Regions from separate parts of the Zea mays genome. Here region 2 is linked to region 1. Evidence: chromatin contacts called from public Hi-C data. All regions are on one chromosome and are shown on one strand. The core of a region is the stretch at or near the end of the contact, and the rest is flanking DNA. Distances in the headings are between cores, read along the strand shown. Region 1 holds the start of LOC100191865 (putative RING zinc finger domain superfamily protein). Region 2 holds the start of LOC100216844 (Disease resistance protein RPS2).

Evidence for each region. A called contact is a pair of places that touch in the nucleus more often than the background predicts.
Region 2: a Hi-C map of ear shows a contact between it and region 1, with 2.0 times the contacts expected there. The contact joins the promoter of LOC100216844 here to the promoter of LOC100191865 in region 1. A contact is called at or near these places in 3 of 25 Hi-C or Micro-C datasets (ear, leaf mesophyll and tassel).

The regions. Positions count from the first base shown.
Region 1 is chr2:235,461,228-235,468,579 of Zm-B73-REFERENCE-NAM-5.0, forward strand. LOC100191865 (putative RING zinc finger domain superfamily protein) reads left to right here and starts at 4,253. Exons shown (of 1, transcript NM_001137289.1): 1 at 4,253-5,829. The coding sequence starts at 4,338. The coding sequence ends at 5,510. TRNAA-AGC (transfer RNA alanine (anticodon AGC)) reads left to right here and starts at 3,088; the gene lies at 3,088-3,160. LOC100284345 (sec12-like protein 2) reads right to left here. Exons shown (of 10, transcript NM_001157240.2): 10 at 6,869-7,303. The coding sequence ends at 7,203.
Region 2 is chr2:235,751,385-235,758,736 of Zm-B73-REFERENCE-NAM-5.0, forward strand. LOC100216844 (Disease resistance protein RPS2) reads left to right here and starts at 2,894. Exons shown (of 5, transcript NM_001359504.1): 1 at 2,894-3,107; 2 at 4,032-4,493; 3 at 4,580-4,627; 4 at 5,997-7,352. The coding sequence starts at 4,616.

The sequences.
Region 1 (7,352 bases), core at 3,003-5,502:
TTTATGTGGAATGAGGACTTATTTATCTGACTAGCTGTAACGGACTCACAATTCATATGGATGGAGCTTGCCCTCGTTGCTGGTATAGTGCAATTTCTGTTTTGAGCTAGGTGCACATGATGTTGCAGTTATCGATAAAGGTCCAAGAAGGATGACATTGATATGATTCAACAACAACAAAAGCAACAGTATGGGGATCGATACCCCACATCTCCATTAATATTCTTTTTGTTTTGGGCTTCGGTTAGCTCACGTGCACTCGAGCCTTCTCTTGATTTCTTGAACTCTGTCAAATGTAGTGCCTTGCTACGCGTTTAATTTTAAATAGCTTTCATATTTACTAAACGGATCATTTAGGTGTTACGTAGGTGGTTAACTACACAAATTGTTTTTGGGCCTAGAATGCCGATTTCTATTTATGTTTTCATACAGCTCAGACGCTATATAGAGAGCACGACAAATTCTAGACAAGATACCAGGAAGATCAACGAAAGTATATATTCCTCATGGTGCTGTCTATTTTAGGGTATAAAAGGTTTGCGTAATGAAATTGCTGCCAGTGATGGGTTTCATGTCTACTGTGATCATGGAGCAAGCCCAGTAGTATCTGCTATACATATTTTTTTACCATTTTATCACTAGTAGTTCATTTATGTGGAATGAGGACTTATTTATCTGACTAGCTGTAACGGACTTACAATTCATATGGATGGAGCTTGCCCTCGTTGCTGGTATAGTGCAATTTCTGTTTTGAGCTAGGTGCACATGATGTTGCAGTTATCGATAAGGTCCGAGAAGGATGGCATTCTGTGCCCTATTCCACAGTGCATCAATTGCTCTTCATGGTGGTTCCCTTGTATGTTCTATGGGCTATGGCAACGCTTCTATGTTGCTTTTGTTGTTGTTGAATCATATCAATGTCTCTCAACCCGCAATTTTTAGGCAATAGTTTTGAGTTAAATCCTTCATATAATTCACTGAGTTCACTAAAATCATTTCACAATGGTTAGTGATTTGATCATCACATGTCAAAATCTATACCTCTACTACGTTTAAGCACGAGTTTCGTCACGCGTCCACTCGTGTCCACTCGAACGCACGCCCTCACGGAATAAGAGAAAAAAATAGTGTGTTGATCAGGATTCGAACTAATTAAGGTCGCTTGCCTCAAAGGCGCTCCGCTTCTCTCACTACGACACACACCTGCGTGCATTATATGGAGGAGAGATATTTAAAATATATGTATACTAATAATTAGAAAATAAAAAATAATTATGTTTGTATAAATATCTCATTCAAGTAAGGTCTACATATATGTAATATATAAGAAACAGTAATATAAATAATGATTTTCGTCGTGCATCGTTCCCTCCGCACGTAGGGAGTGTTCCCTAAATGTGCAATTATCGGGATTCGAGGAAAATAGCACCCGCGTCTAATGATTGTATCTCATGTTGGTTTATATTGTATAAAGAATACTTATATCATATATAAAAACTGTAGTGGTGCATGAACAACTTATTATTATTATTATTATTATTATTATTATTATTATTATTATTATTATTATTATTGTTGTTGTTGTTGTTGTTGTTGTTGTTGTTGTTGTTGTTGTTATTGTCGTTATTATTATTGTTTTTTGTTGTTTGGGTAGTTTTGAGCCGCAAAAGGTAAACTAAATTCCAACTAGTCGGTTACCCGTGCGTTGCGACGGCTCACAATAATACCCACGTAAATTATCCACCAAAAAGTTCTCAAGATTTTTTATTGATTGTCTCCGCTCTTCGCATAATATTTTTTAAGAACGCACGTGTACCATAGGTAACAAATCAGAGACCTGGGCATCTGGAGGCGACATAGGTAGTATACCGCTAGATATATAGGGAGAGAGCACGCAAGCGTAGAAAGAAGCTCAGCCGGAGCAGCTCCAAACCAAGAGGCACCCGCACCAAGCGCCAATCCGAGAAGGGCGAGAGAATGCGAGTGTCTTCCCAGCCCTAGACCCGTCGAAGCGACACAACACCACCACCAACTCTGTAGCATATGTCGGCTGCTGCCACGCTATGGGCCTTGGTTGTCCAATATCTCAGACCTGGACTCCTCATCGCTAAGATAACCTAAGTGTGGCAGGTGCCACCATGTCCTCCTCGACGACACGCACGGAGAAAGGCCAGGAGTGTGACCAACTCGCGCCGTACTCGCGTCGACGAGCGTCGGTCGGCTTGCGGTTGCGACCGTGGGCAGGAGCAGCAGGTTGGGGAGGAAGAACAGAGCGAAGGCCGGGAAGACGAACGGGACGCCCGACGATGGCGAAAACGATGGTGCGCGCATGATGTGAAACGTCCTCGTGGATATTCAATAGCCATTGCGCGAGTCGGTGTCGAGGATGGTGTTGGACGAATACGAGGAAGAGGTGCATGCTCCTACGCCTCTCTGCCGAGAATAGGGTGGCGCGGAGGTGGATGCATGAGGGGAGAGATAAAAGAAGTAGAATGACGAATAAGGTGGTGGTAACTGAGACGAGGACCATCATTATCGTGCGAAGGTATAGATGACCAAATGAGTCGTGTCTCGCGAGCCGGCCCGAGGCACGACCCATTTAATAGTGTTTGGGCCAACCCGGCACGAGCGGCGTGCTGGCCCAACCCGACACGATTTTTTTATTTTACAAAAAATGATATATATATATATATATAATTTATATTCGATATTATAAACACATAAGCATGATGTTCTATTGGTTAGACAGCTTCGTCCAGTGGGAATGCGGGTTCAAACCCTATCTTTTACACCGCTTTTTAACATTTTATATTGAGTTGATTTGAAAGAAATGTAGAGTCTTTATGTAAAAAATGACGTAGTACGACCCTTGAAACTAGTAAAGTATAGTAGAGATACAGGGAAAGACGTAATTGGCGACGCAACTCGCCGATCTCTCTTCCCAGGTATTGGATGGGGACTGGCGATGGAAACGCAACTCGCAAGCGTCGAGCGGCAGCCACAGCTCCGCAGGTCGCAATGGTATCCCGCCGTCGGCTTTCCATGTATCTCTTTATTATCTAACTCAGTTTCCAACGTAACGTAAATGGGGATGTAGTTCAGATGGTAGAACGCTCGCTTAGCATGCGAGAGGTACGGGGATCGATACCCCGCATCTCCATTTTTTTTTTGTTTTGGGCTTCGTGGCATTACCATTGTACATATGGGCGTTCGTTACCAGAACCCGGCCCAAGAGCTTTTGTTATCGTTCTCCCTAAAACGGCCCACAGAGGCAGCCCCACCTAGTACAGGAGTCCCACCCGTCAGGCCGCCGGCACAGACACAGCGCATGGGCACGTGGGGCCGGTAGCGGGACGCGTCGCGCGAGTGCGGGTGGGCCACTCGTCCCAGGCAGAGCATGGTCAATCGGCCATAAATCTACCTTGTTTGTGCCAACGGCCAACAAACACCCAACCACAACAATATATCTACTGCTGCTGCTGCCGTTGCCCGTTCCTATTTAAAATGGGATTTGTTCCACCACCCCATCACTTAATATCCTGCTTCTGCTAACCCGCAAGCTACTCTGTTTTTGCTATACATATCACATCAAATTCATAGTAAACTATATATAAAAAAAAGGAGAGAATTAGAGAGAATAAGCCTGCTCGCTAGTAGCCAGCTAAAAAAGACCGCTCACAAAACTACTCTTACACGACTAGTTTGAGAGCTCCATTTTACCGAGCGATTTATATTTCCAAAGGAAAAATAAACTATTTTTTTCTTAGAAAAATGAAAATTTGGTGTAATGAGATTTCTAAACTAGCTTTAAATAATTTATAAGAGGAACAGAGAGACCAAGTATTAAACGTACCATTTGTATCGTGAGCTAGTTATTATATTACTGATTTTTTTAGTTGGTAACATGTGGCATGACAGTATTATATTATAAAAAGCCTACTATAATCTATATCATTAACCTTGCTCGTCTTGTCCCGGGATAAATAATGCAAAAGAAATCGTGCTTAAAAAAGCACTGACCTGACCCCAGTCCCCACTGTCAACTGAGCAAGATATTCCATGAAAGCTGCTTTCTAACTCCTGGCTTTTATTTTAAACCACTCATGCGTATAGTAGTCCAGTAGTGTCATAATCTCCGTCAAAATCATTTTCATCTTTTTTACATGGACAGACTTCCATGACAAATCTCACAGGTCACCCTTCCACCACATCACCACCGCATTCACATCGAACAACAACAACACAAGGCGAGGCCGAGTCGAGTAGCGCGACCACACACACACACCGCGTCGAGTCTCACACGGCACGGCAGGGCACGCGTCAAGGCGATCCGTTCCATGCCGCCGCCGCTGCCGCTGCCGGAGGAGGAGGAGGAGGAGAAGCCGCTGCCGCGGCGAAAGCCAGAGCCGAAGCCGCCTAAGCCCAAGCCCACCAAGAGGCCCAGGCCGATTGGGCCGCTGCCTCAGCGGGACGGGGACCCCGGCGGCGGCGTCGCCACGTCCCCTCCGCTCCTCTTCTGCGGCGACGGCTGCTCCGGCCCGTGCGCCTACTTGCCCCAGTGCCAGCCGCCGCCTCCGCCGTCCCCTGGGGCCACCGTGCGCCTCCGCTCGAGCCGGCTCCCGACCCCGCTCGTCGCGCTCTCGGCGTCGCTCCTCACCGTGTCCGCGGTCCTCCTGCTCGCGCTGCTCGTCCACTGCCTGGTCGCGCGGCGGCGGCGGGCGCAAGGCGCGCCGCTGGCCCACCACGCCGAGACGGGAGGGGGCCAGGTTCTGGCTGGCGCGGTGGCGCAGCAGGCCGGCGAGGGGGAGGACGAGGAGGCCGCCGGCGGCGGCGTGCACCACGTGTGGTACATACGCACCAAGGGCCTCGACGAGCGCGCCATCTCGGCGATCGCCGCGGTCGTGTACGACGCCAAGAAGCGCGGCGCCGGCGCCAGCTCCGACGGCGGCGGCAGCTGCGCGGTGTGCCTCGCGGAGTTCCGCCACGGCGAGACGCTGCGCCTGCTGCCGCGCTGCGCCCACGCCTTCCACCGCGCCTGCATCGACACCTGGCTCCGCGCCCACGTCAACTGCCCGCTCTGCCGCGCGCCCGTGCAGGTCGCCGCCGCCGCCGCTAACCCCAACCCCGCACCGGGAACGTCCGGGCGCCGGGAAGAGGGTAACCCTGCTGCTGGCGCCGTCATCGGTGGCGTTCAAACACAGGACCCCGCGCGCGGCGGCGGCTTTCCTGACCGGGCCGTCAGGCGGGCCGCGTCGTCCATGGCGGCGCTGCCGCGGCGGGCGTGGCCGGACGTCCCGCTGCGTGCGCCGGCGTCGAGCAGCTTCCGCGACGGCGAGGACGACGTGACGGGGCTCGGCAAGATCAGGCGGCTCCTCAAGCTCTCGGACGCGCTGGAGATGGCCGGGGTCGGGGTACACCGGTCCGCCTCGTTCGGCGCCGCTACCTGCCAGCGCTTGCCGCCAAGGCCGGGGCCGTCGGCGCCCGGCGTCAGCGCCGACGAGACGTCATAGCGAACCGACTGAGGCCGACGACGAGGCCATCGGTGGTCTGGTGAAACTTGCAGCTTTGGGAGCTGGGAGCTTGGAGGAGTGAAGGTTGGTGTTGGTTTGCCAAGTTTTTGTGTGTGCCGGGCACGAGACATGAGAAGGTAAAAAATGATATCTTTTCCATGTTTCTTGTATAATCGCTTCGTCAGCAGTAACAAGTAAATAACTCGTGAGCCTGTGCATGCACTGCGGAGCGTCAGGAATTGTAAGTAAGAAAGAATCCTTGACGGAAGTAGTTTTGTATGCGAAATTTACAGCACGAATACATGTGTAAGATACGTGTAAGGGCATGTTCGTTTTGGAGCGGAACGAAGGGAATTGGAGGGGCTATTCAAAATTGAATAGGAAGGTATTTAATCCTCTCCAATCGACATAGCCTAAGAGATCACTCATGTTCGTTATGGGTACATGAATGATCTGAAGTTATATGTTGCTCAGATTTGTTTCACTCCTATCTAGTTTCTCTGTATCAAACATGGCCTTTTAAGGCCCTGTTTACTATTACTTGAGCTTCAAAATTTGGTGAGGTCGATGAAGAGCTTCAGAAGATCGTTAAGCTGAAGTTATATACAGTTAGAAGAAGCTTAGATAAGCAATTTTATTTTGTATTTAGATTAATAATTTTTAAAGCAATTTAAATTTATATTATACATCACAGCTTCACGATGAAGCTGAAACCTAGAGTCTAGAGCAGTGCCAAACACCCACTAAACCTGGTATGTCTAGAGGTTAGGATTATGGACAAAGTTCCATCTGACAGGCCGTCTCACCTGCATTGCCATGTCTCTGTCAGGGCACTAACACCTCATTTAAAAATTCCAACGCTAATGGTGTGAGGTTGAAGTAGGCAGGGTAGTTCTGCCCAGTCGCCTGTCGAGGCAGTGTGCATCAATTGCTTGGACCGGACGGCTGTTCTGCGTCGCTGTTGGTCATCAAATGAGATGTGGATGCTGGCAGTGTGTGCCTGTGCTGCTGATGGCTGGCTCGCTGTGGCCTGTGGGTGAAGCTTCTTCCTTCTGGGATGGGCAGGCAATCACCTTCCAACGCAACACAATATGTAAAAAGTTAGGTGTGCGGTGTACCTCTCACGATTCTTTTAGGTTCATTGAGGATTAAGGTCATGCACACAACACAACACACCTCACGCCTTTGACCCTTTTGACACTCAGAACTCAGAAGGTTCGTCTGACTGTAGTGCACTTCACTGCTGAGTACACGCGCAGTATTGGTCTTGGGGATAGTAACCAAAGATGACACCATTGAGTTCAGCAAACCTAGCAAGGGCAACAAGACATTTGCAAGTTCCAACGCAAAAAAAAGGTCATCCAAACACAGATTGTTCTCCTTGCAACTCACTGTATTGGACTCTTGGGACGATCTCCTTGCAACTCACAAGTGCGGCATGATTAAACATAAACACAGATGACTATCACTTGCGGCCATCATCAACTTACAAAACTTGGACAACCTGAGTACATGACCCTTTCTACTACAAACATGAAAGGGCTCAACACCTTTTGCTGTATTGTTGTATCCTTGAGAAAATAATGAAGTTGACCTAAGTCCAAAACTTGTCCAATCTCTGAAGCAACACTACTAATATGTCCAGTAGAGTAGATCAGTCAGGGGAGCGGTGGGGCTCAACAGAAATCTATCTCAACGCGGCAACATCGCCAGAATGTCTTCTTTGTGCTGCATACAGTAGTACACTAAAACTGCAAGAATGATAACTAGTAGGATGGGCCATATACTTGTTCCTGTCAGTAAACAACCATCCGTTTTTTAGTATAGGGCTTGCAAGGAATG
Region 2 (7,352 bases), core at 1,644-4,143, 290 kb after region 1:
GTACCAACACCAACCTTCTTTATGGATCCCCTTGATAGTACGACGATTCCTATACTCAAGTTAAATAAAATATAATTAAGTAAACTCCTTGAGTCATTGGTGTCTCAAGTGATTTCTCCATGGTGTTGCTTTATAAGGATCACAAACATCTTTGTCTCACCTTTTGAAGCAAACACAAATCGAGCCTGTGACTTGTGCCATTTCACCATATATGAGTTCAAATCATGGCTTCAAGTCACCTTACTGATGCATCAACATGTTGTAACTCTTTATAGCTGATTAGTTCATCGACTTAGTGCAAGTACTCTCTTCTTCACCTTAGCCATGGTACCTCGGTCTACAAGCCGTCGCTTGGCCTTCACCTTCGCTTAGTTCCTCGAAGCCCTTTCCTTGCTATCTTCACCCTATCAAGCCATTCTTGAGTCACATCCCATTGAGCATCCATTGAGAGAATCATTTCTTCAATATTGTGAACCTTGCTTGAATGTCATCTAGATATAACTGCTAAGATCAATCAAGCTCTAGTTTGATTCTCATATATTCATATATGGACTAATAGTAATATGGTCAAGCCAATTCACGATTCCTCATATCTTATTCACTTTGGCTTGACCAATCCTCTTAATCACTTCAACCTCTATTATGATCATATTTATGCATAGTGATTTCTCAGGACTTGTCCATATATTCAAACCAATATAGAGACCATATTATATCCATTTGCATTGTCTCACTGGTTATTTGACCTTGTGTTGAACCTTGTTCACTGATCATTATACACTATTCAAGTATGTTCATCATACTGAATTTCCTGTTCAACACTTAGCAAACTTGTTAGACCTTTAAATGTGTTGTTATCCAAATCACCAAAACTCACAAAAGGGATGAATGCACTTTCAGCCACGAGCCGATGAGTCGGTCTTGCTCCTGGCCTTTCTCCATGCGTGTCGCCGAGGAGGACACGGTGGCTCCTGCCACGCTTAGGTTATCTTGGCGATGAGGAGTCTAGGTCTGAGATATTGGACAACCAAGGCCTGTAGCGTGACAGCAGACGACATATGCTACGGAGTTGGTGGTAGTGTTGTGTCACCTTGGCGGATCTAGGGCTAGGAAGGCACTCGCATTCTCTCGCCCTTCTCGGACTGACGCTAGGTGCGGGTGCCTCTCGGTTTAGAGCTGCTCCGGCTGGGATTCTTTCTTCGCTTGCGTGCTCTCTCCATGCCTAGGTTATCTTGGCGATGAGGAGTCCAGGTCTGAGATATTGGACAACGAAGGCCCGTAGCGCGGTAGCAGTCGGCATATGCTACGGAGTTGGTGGTGGTGTTGTGTCGCTTCGGCGGGTCCAGGGCTGGGAAGGCACTCGCATTCTCTTGCCCTTCTCGGACTAATGCCTGGTGCGGGTACTTCTCGGTTTGGAGCTGCTTCGACTAGGCTTCTTTCTCCGCTTGCGTGCTCTCTCCCTATATGTATCTAGCGGTATACTACCTATGTCGCCACCAGATGCCTAGGTCTTCGTCGTGTCCTTCTCCGGCAACGAACAAGTATGCCCGCCTCTTCCCTTCCCTTCCTACTCTACGAAACCTTTGAAGTGGGGGGGGGGCGAGGGATGGGGGTCCCTGATTTGCTGCCTATGGTACCCGTTCGATGGCTCGACATTGCCTGTTTGCATGGTCTTTCCCTTACCATGGTGTCGACTCGGTATGCTTATACCACTTCTATGTACCTGTCACCCATCCTTCTGTCATTGCAAAAAATATTGTGTTTTTCCTTTGTTGTTTTGGGTGTTAGTTTTTTGTTGTGCTAAGGACTAAACATAATTTGGGTGTGTTAATAATTTATTTATTGTCTGCACGTGGTTTGTGTTCTTCTGATGATGGCTCATGGATCCTACAAAATATGTGTTAGGATTTGGAGATCCATGCGGGGCACTACCACAGGGTGCTCGTCCCTTATGTTCTTGGACCTTGCATGCATTAGGTCATTTCTAAGACCATATTGGTGCAATGGACTACATGGTGTTTGAGGTTGCTGAATTGGATGGAGCAACAATGATTTGACAGATTTGTCACGCTAAGAGTAAATGGAAAGCTTATTTGTTGGTTTTAAATGTTAATAATTGCTACGAAGTACCATAATTTGTATGGAGCGTATCCAGTTTTTATTGATGTCTGACTTTTAGTAACCACTTCATATTTTGGTCTATGTTTTTATAAGTTTGATTTCATGTAACATATTTTAGAAACTTGAGCTCATAAACTTCCTCTTATTTGGTCTCTGTATGGTGAAATTATATCATTCTATAATCTATGTTCGTTCAGTCGGTCGTTGTGAACTCTCTTCTAACCGCTCTCTTCACTGGTCGTATTGTACCAAGATATATTTGATGGAGTAAACAACAACACCAGTTAGTTAAATAAAAAATATTATGCGGAGAACGGAGACAATAAATAAAAAATCTTGAAATCTTTTTGATAAATAGTTTACGTGGATATTATTGTGAGCCGTCGCAATGCACGAACAACTGACTAGCGTGAATTAAAGTCGCAGCAAACCGTACCACTTTGGTCGCTTGTCTGAACACCCTAGGTAAGGCCGATACGTTATTGTTTGGCCAATATTTTGACCCACCCAAGAAGATACCAGTAATAACAAAAAATCTTATCCTAAACCCTGACGCACGCATCAGCAACCCTCTCAGGACTAGTTTGACAGGACTAGTTTGAGAGTCCAAATACCGAAGGAGATTAGAGGGACTAAAATCACCTCCGATTCTGTGGCTCCTAGATCAGCACTCAGGGTAGATGCGCAACCTTCGCGCTCCGCCCCCTGTTTCGACCAGAATCCGCCACCAGCAGCTCCTGCTCCTCCGGGCTCTCCCCCTCCGCGGCTCCGCCCGGACCGGCTCGCAGCTGGCCGGCGCCAGGGGCTCCCTCGTGGCCTCGCCCAGGACTCCAGGAGGCCCCCTGGCCTCCGGCTGCGCTCCGTGTCGGTGCCCGGTGGCTCCGTTTGCTCGCCGACTGCCATTGCGTCAGACGCCAGACAGCGGTTGGCGACAATGCTGCAGCAGGAAATATTTGGACCGCCGGGACGGTTTGCAAATTTTAGGAGTATGTAGTAACTCAGAGGAGTATTTCATTGTAAAATGGCAGCAGAATTGAAATGTTGCTGAGAATATGCAGATCCAGCCGTTGCGATTTGACTGAGAATTTGAGATACAGCAGTCTATTAGATTTTCATAAGCCTGTCTGACTGTGTCAAATAAGGCCAATTCTTTTTTATGACTAATTGACCTACAAAACCCTGTTTATATTGAACTTAGTATCATCCCCACTCATGATGAACACCCCACAAACTTAACCCAGGAGTGCGCACCACGCCTCCATGCGCCCAAGCCCCAGGACTGCCTCCGCGGCGTCGGCGGCGTGCACCGTGGCTCCACCCTGTCCCTGATCAGAATTCCGATGCCGTGGGGTAGTTCGATTATTATTCTGTATTCTGATCTTTGGTAATTGATTGTTCCTAATCTTGATCTTTGAATTGAATTATACTCTCTCATAGTGTATTAGTACTGTTAATAATGCGTGCCTAGTCTTTGAATCTAGGCTATCTCATGCTGTGTTGGTATTGATAAAGATGCGTGCCTGTGTTTGTTTTTCGATTTTATTCACTTCGACATAAATAGTGAAGCTATTAACTTAATGGTTGTCATCATCGATTGTGAGGATTAAGCTATTATTATGGTTTCCGTTACTGATCGCTGGATTAGCTTTGTGTCTCATCCTGACGTTTTCTTGCTGCTGGATGTCATTTGAGGTATAAGAAATATTGAGCACGAGCTGAAGAGATTGAGAGAGGTATTCATAGAGCTGGGTAGGAAACAAAGCTGAATAAGGCATTTTCCCATATTCATCACTTATTTTGTAGATATGAATTGCTATAGACTGTGTTGTGAATTTTCTTTCGTCGTTGCGTTAGCAACACATTGATTTTGGCGCATCGTCCGCCACTGCTAACACTGTCCATATTCTTAGGAATTGGACGCAAGCTACAGCGGAGGGTCAGATCCAATTCTTCCTTGGATTCTCTCTCTATCTAGATCACTGAAGAACCAATGGATACAGGGATGGCAAGGGCAGACAGCATCATTTCTGAATAGTTCTTAATCTTTTTATCTTTTGGGGGGGTGGGGGTGGGCGGCATCTCTAAGCTTTGGCTTTTGAATATGATGCAGCAGGTAGCTGAGTACTCAAAGAATCAACAAAGTGACAAGCACACACATATATGCTTGGACACAAAAGAAGCTAGCATATGCAGAAACAGAACACACATGTCACTTTGCTTTGATCTATGGACTAGTGTGATTCATCTCTCTTTTTGTCTTTCTCACACACACACACACACACTGTACCTCTCCCTTTCTCTTCTATCAGTCATTTCGTTCTTCAATCTGTGTGGCTATCTTCTACTAGTGCCGCCAATTCAACTTAACTAAGGTATGTACAACGTAACTGGTCCTGTTGATTTTTATTCTTGAGTATTCTATCAATTTCTCTTAGCTTCATTCTTGTGCGTTAACCAGGAGCTTGCTGAAGGACTCAACACACATTGCTACATCATGCGTACGGAGGTAAACTACTAATTAACCTCATCTGTCCTTCTGCAGTAGGCATATATGTTATATTAACAGATTCCAAGTAGTCTCCTGATGTTCACGTACACACCAGTCTCACATTAGGAACAGATAACTGAATGAAAAAAATCTATTCATATACCTTTGAAGCAGTAACCATACTTTTTTTTTTGAAACAAGCAGGCAGGAGTTCTGCCTTATATATTGATAAGAAGAGAAATGCCCTAAGGCAAAAGAGTCAATACACAGGCGATGTTCGGCAGTAATCATACTTTCTAGAGTCAAACACAGAGATACGCATTCCAGGTTGCAAATCATGCAATTTCCATGGATGTGCGGCAGGTTACAAATCATACCACTCGAAATTATTTGTAACTAAGATAATGATACAATCTTTTTGTGTTCATTTTAATCAATTATTTAAGGCCTTAAACAAACTCGAATAAAAAAGATGAACTAGAGCGTTTTAGATCTTGTCAAGTATACTACAACTTTAGTAATGGATTTTAAAAACCAAATACTTAAAACATAATTTCATGGCCTAAAATAATTTTGAATCAAAACGTTATCGACTATGTCCTTTCGAGTGCTACAACTTTAGTTTATGTCATTACTCTATCAGAGGTCATTTACAACATTCGAAAAAAATTTAAATCTAAAAGGTTCCAGATTCCCCCCCTACCACTACAACTATAGCTCACTACCTTTTCTTTTTAAGTAACTTAGAACCTAGAAATTTTGTGTCTGGTTTCAAAAATGTTTTTAAGTTCATATGTACTTTCCGAAAACAATAGGTAAATGTCTAAATTTCATAAATAGTTCCTTCGAAAATAGAAAAAACATAAAATTGGACCATAACAAAATGTTGGTGCTGCCCAAACATTTTGGTGCTCCGACGAAGACAACGCGAATTTGGACACAAACACAAGATTTTGGCGCTGCCCAAAACTGCAGCGTTTTCTCTGTTCTTCCTTGTTCAGAAAAACTGAATGAACTGCATACAACCAAAATGATTCAATCAAGAAGTATCCTGAGCGCTTATCGCGACATGCGTTTGTGCATCTTCCCCACGCAGGCACGATGCGTCCATGTCCGCATACTTCTGCTGTTCTGCGTCCACAAGAATCGGAGCTCGCGCGCATGCAGGAAATGAACACAATGCACGAACAGCTAACCGAACTAACTGAATCGCGTGCGCAAAGCTTAACAAATCGAACACAAAATAGGTTTAGCAGACGTATGGTTTTAGAGTTCAAGAGCTCAATGTAGACATCAACAAAAGTTTGTCTTTAATTCAGCGTGATTTACATGACATACAAAATTTACTGTGCTACACGTGTTTTAATAGATGCGTGCATGCTTGCAGGTTATCCTGGCAGACACCATTGAAGCAGCTGCAGAACGAATTCTGATTGAGATCAGTAGCGATGACACACATACTGAGAGAAGCAATGTGTTCTACTTCGATGGTTGGGACGGGCTGGGCGCATCTGCTGTCCTTAGAGCTGTTGCCCAGCGCCTTGCCACAGCTTCAGAAGCCCCGGCAGGCCTCAAGTTTGATCAGGTCATCAACATCGACTGCTCCAAGTGGGTGAGCAGGAGAGCTATGCAGAGAGTGATCGCAGAGGAGCTGGAGCTTCCCGCTGAGTTTATGGAGATGATAGAGACGCGTGATGAGGAGGACGACTACCGTGGTGAAGACCAGAGCTCCCGTGATGTGATTCCACAAGTCATCAACAGGGAGATCTACCAAAGATTACAGAACCGTAGGTTCCTGGTGATCTTTTACAACGGAAGCAGTGAGGAGATTGATCTAGCCAATCTTGGCTTCCCTCTGCAGGACTTGGGCTTCCATTTGTACTCAAGCAACAAGGTCCTATGGACATTTCAGGGGAGTTTCCGGCTCATGCCCATGACAAAAGTCACCAGGGCTCTAGGGACCACCGGTGTTTTCCTATCAGCAACCTCAAGCCAAGTGGGTCAAGACCCACATGTGTTCTGGTCCTACCTTGTGCTGCAAGAGGCTGCACAGATTGTTGCCAGCAAGGATAACACTGGTGGCAGCATCATCGGTGATCCAGCGCAGGTTGCCGAGTGCTTCTTGTACTTACTGGATCTATGTCTCATGGGTCATCACTTCATAGTGGACTATGACCTGGAAACTCATGGCTGCAACTACTGGATATGTGACGGCATCATACATGTACAACATGGGCAGAGAGAGGTTGACCGCGACATTGGATTGTGGAAAGCTGTTGAAGCTCTGCAGCGTGAGATGCGAATGGATGTGGATTACTACCACCACCATGACCACCAAGATATGCCTACTCACATTGTCAAGTGTGCCGACTTCAGTCCACGCTGGACTTCTCCAACGTACCGTGTCGTTCAGATCCTTGAGAGGGCCACGCCTGTCAGATGCAGTCTTGATCATTATGACAAACTTGGTGTCCTCAAGCTATCCTACTGCACATTTAGCTTCTCATCGCCTCCATTCCTGTGCTGCCAAAGCCTTAGATTCCTATGGCTCGACCACTGCCAGGACATGCTGGAGAGCGGCCCAGATGGAGCGGCACAGATGTGGGAGGCAGATGGCATCCAGCAGTGCTTCCAAAGGCTGTGGGTGCTGGATGTGCGCTACACATGCTGTGATCAGATCTTGTCTGGACGGATGCTAGAGTTCATGACTCAGCTGAGGGTGCTAAATGTGATCGGAGCCGAG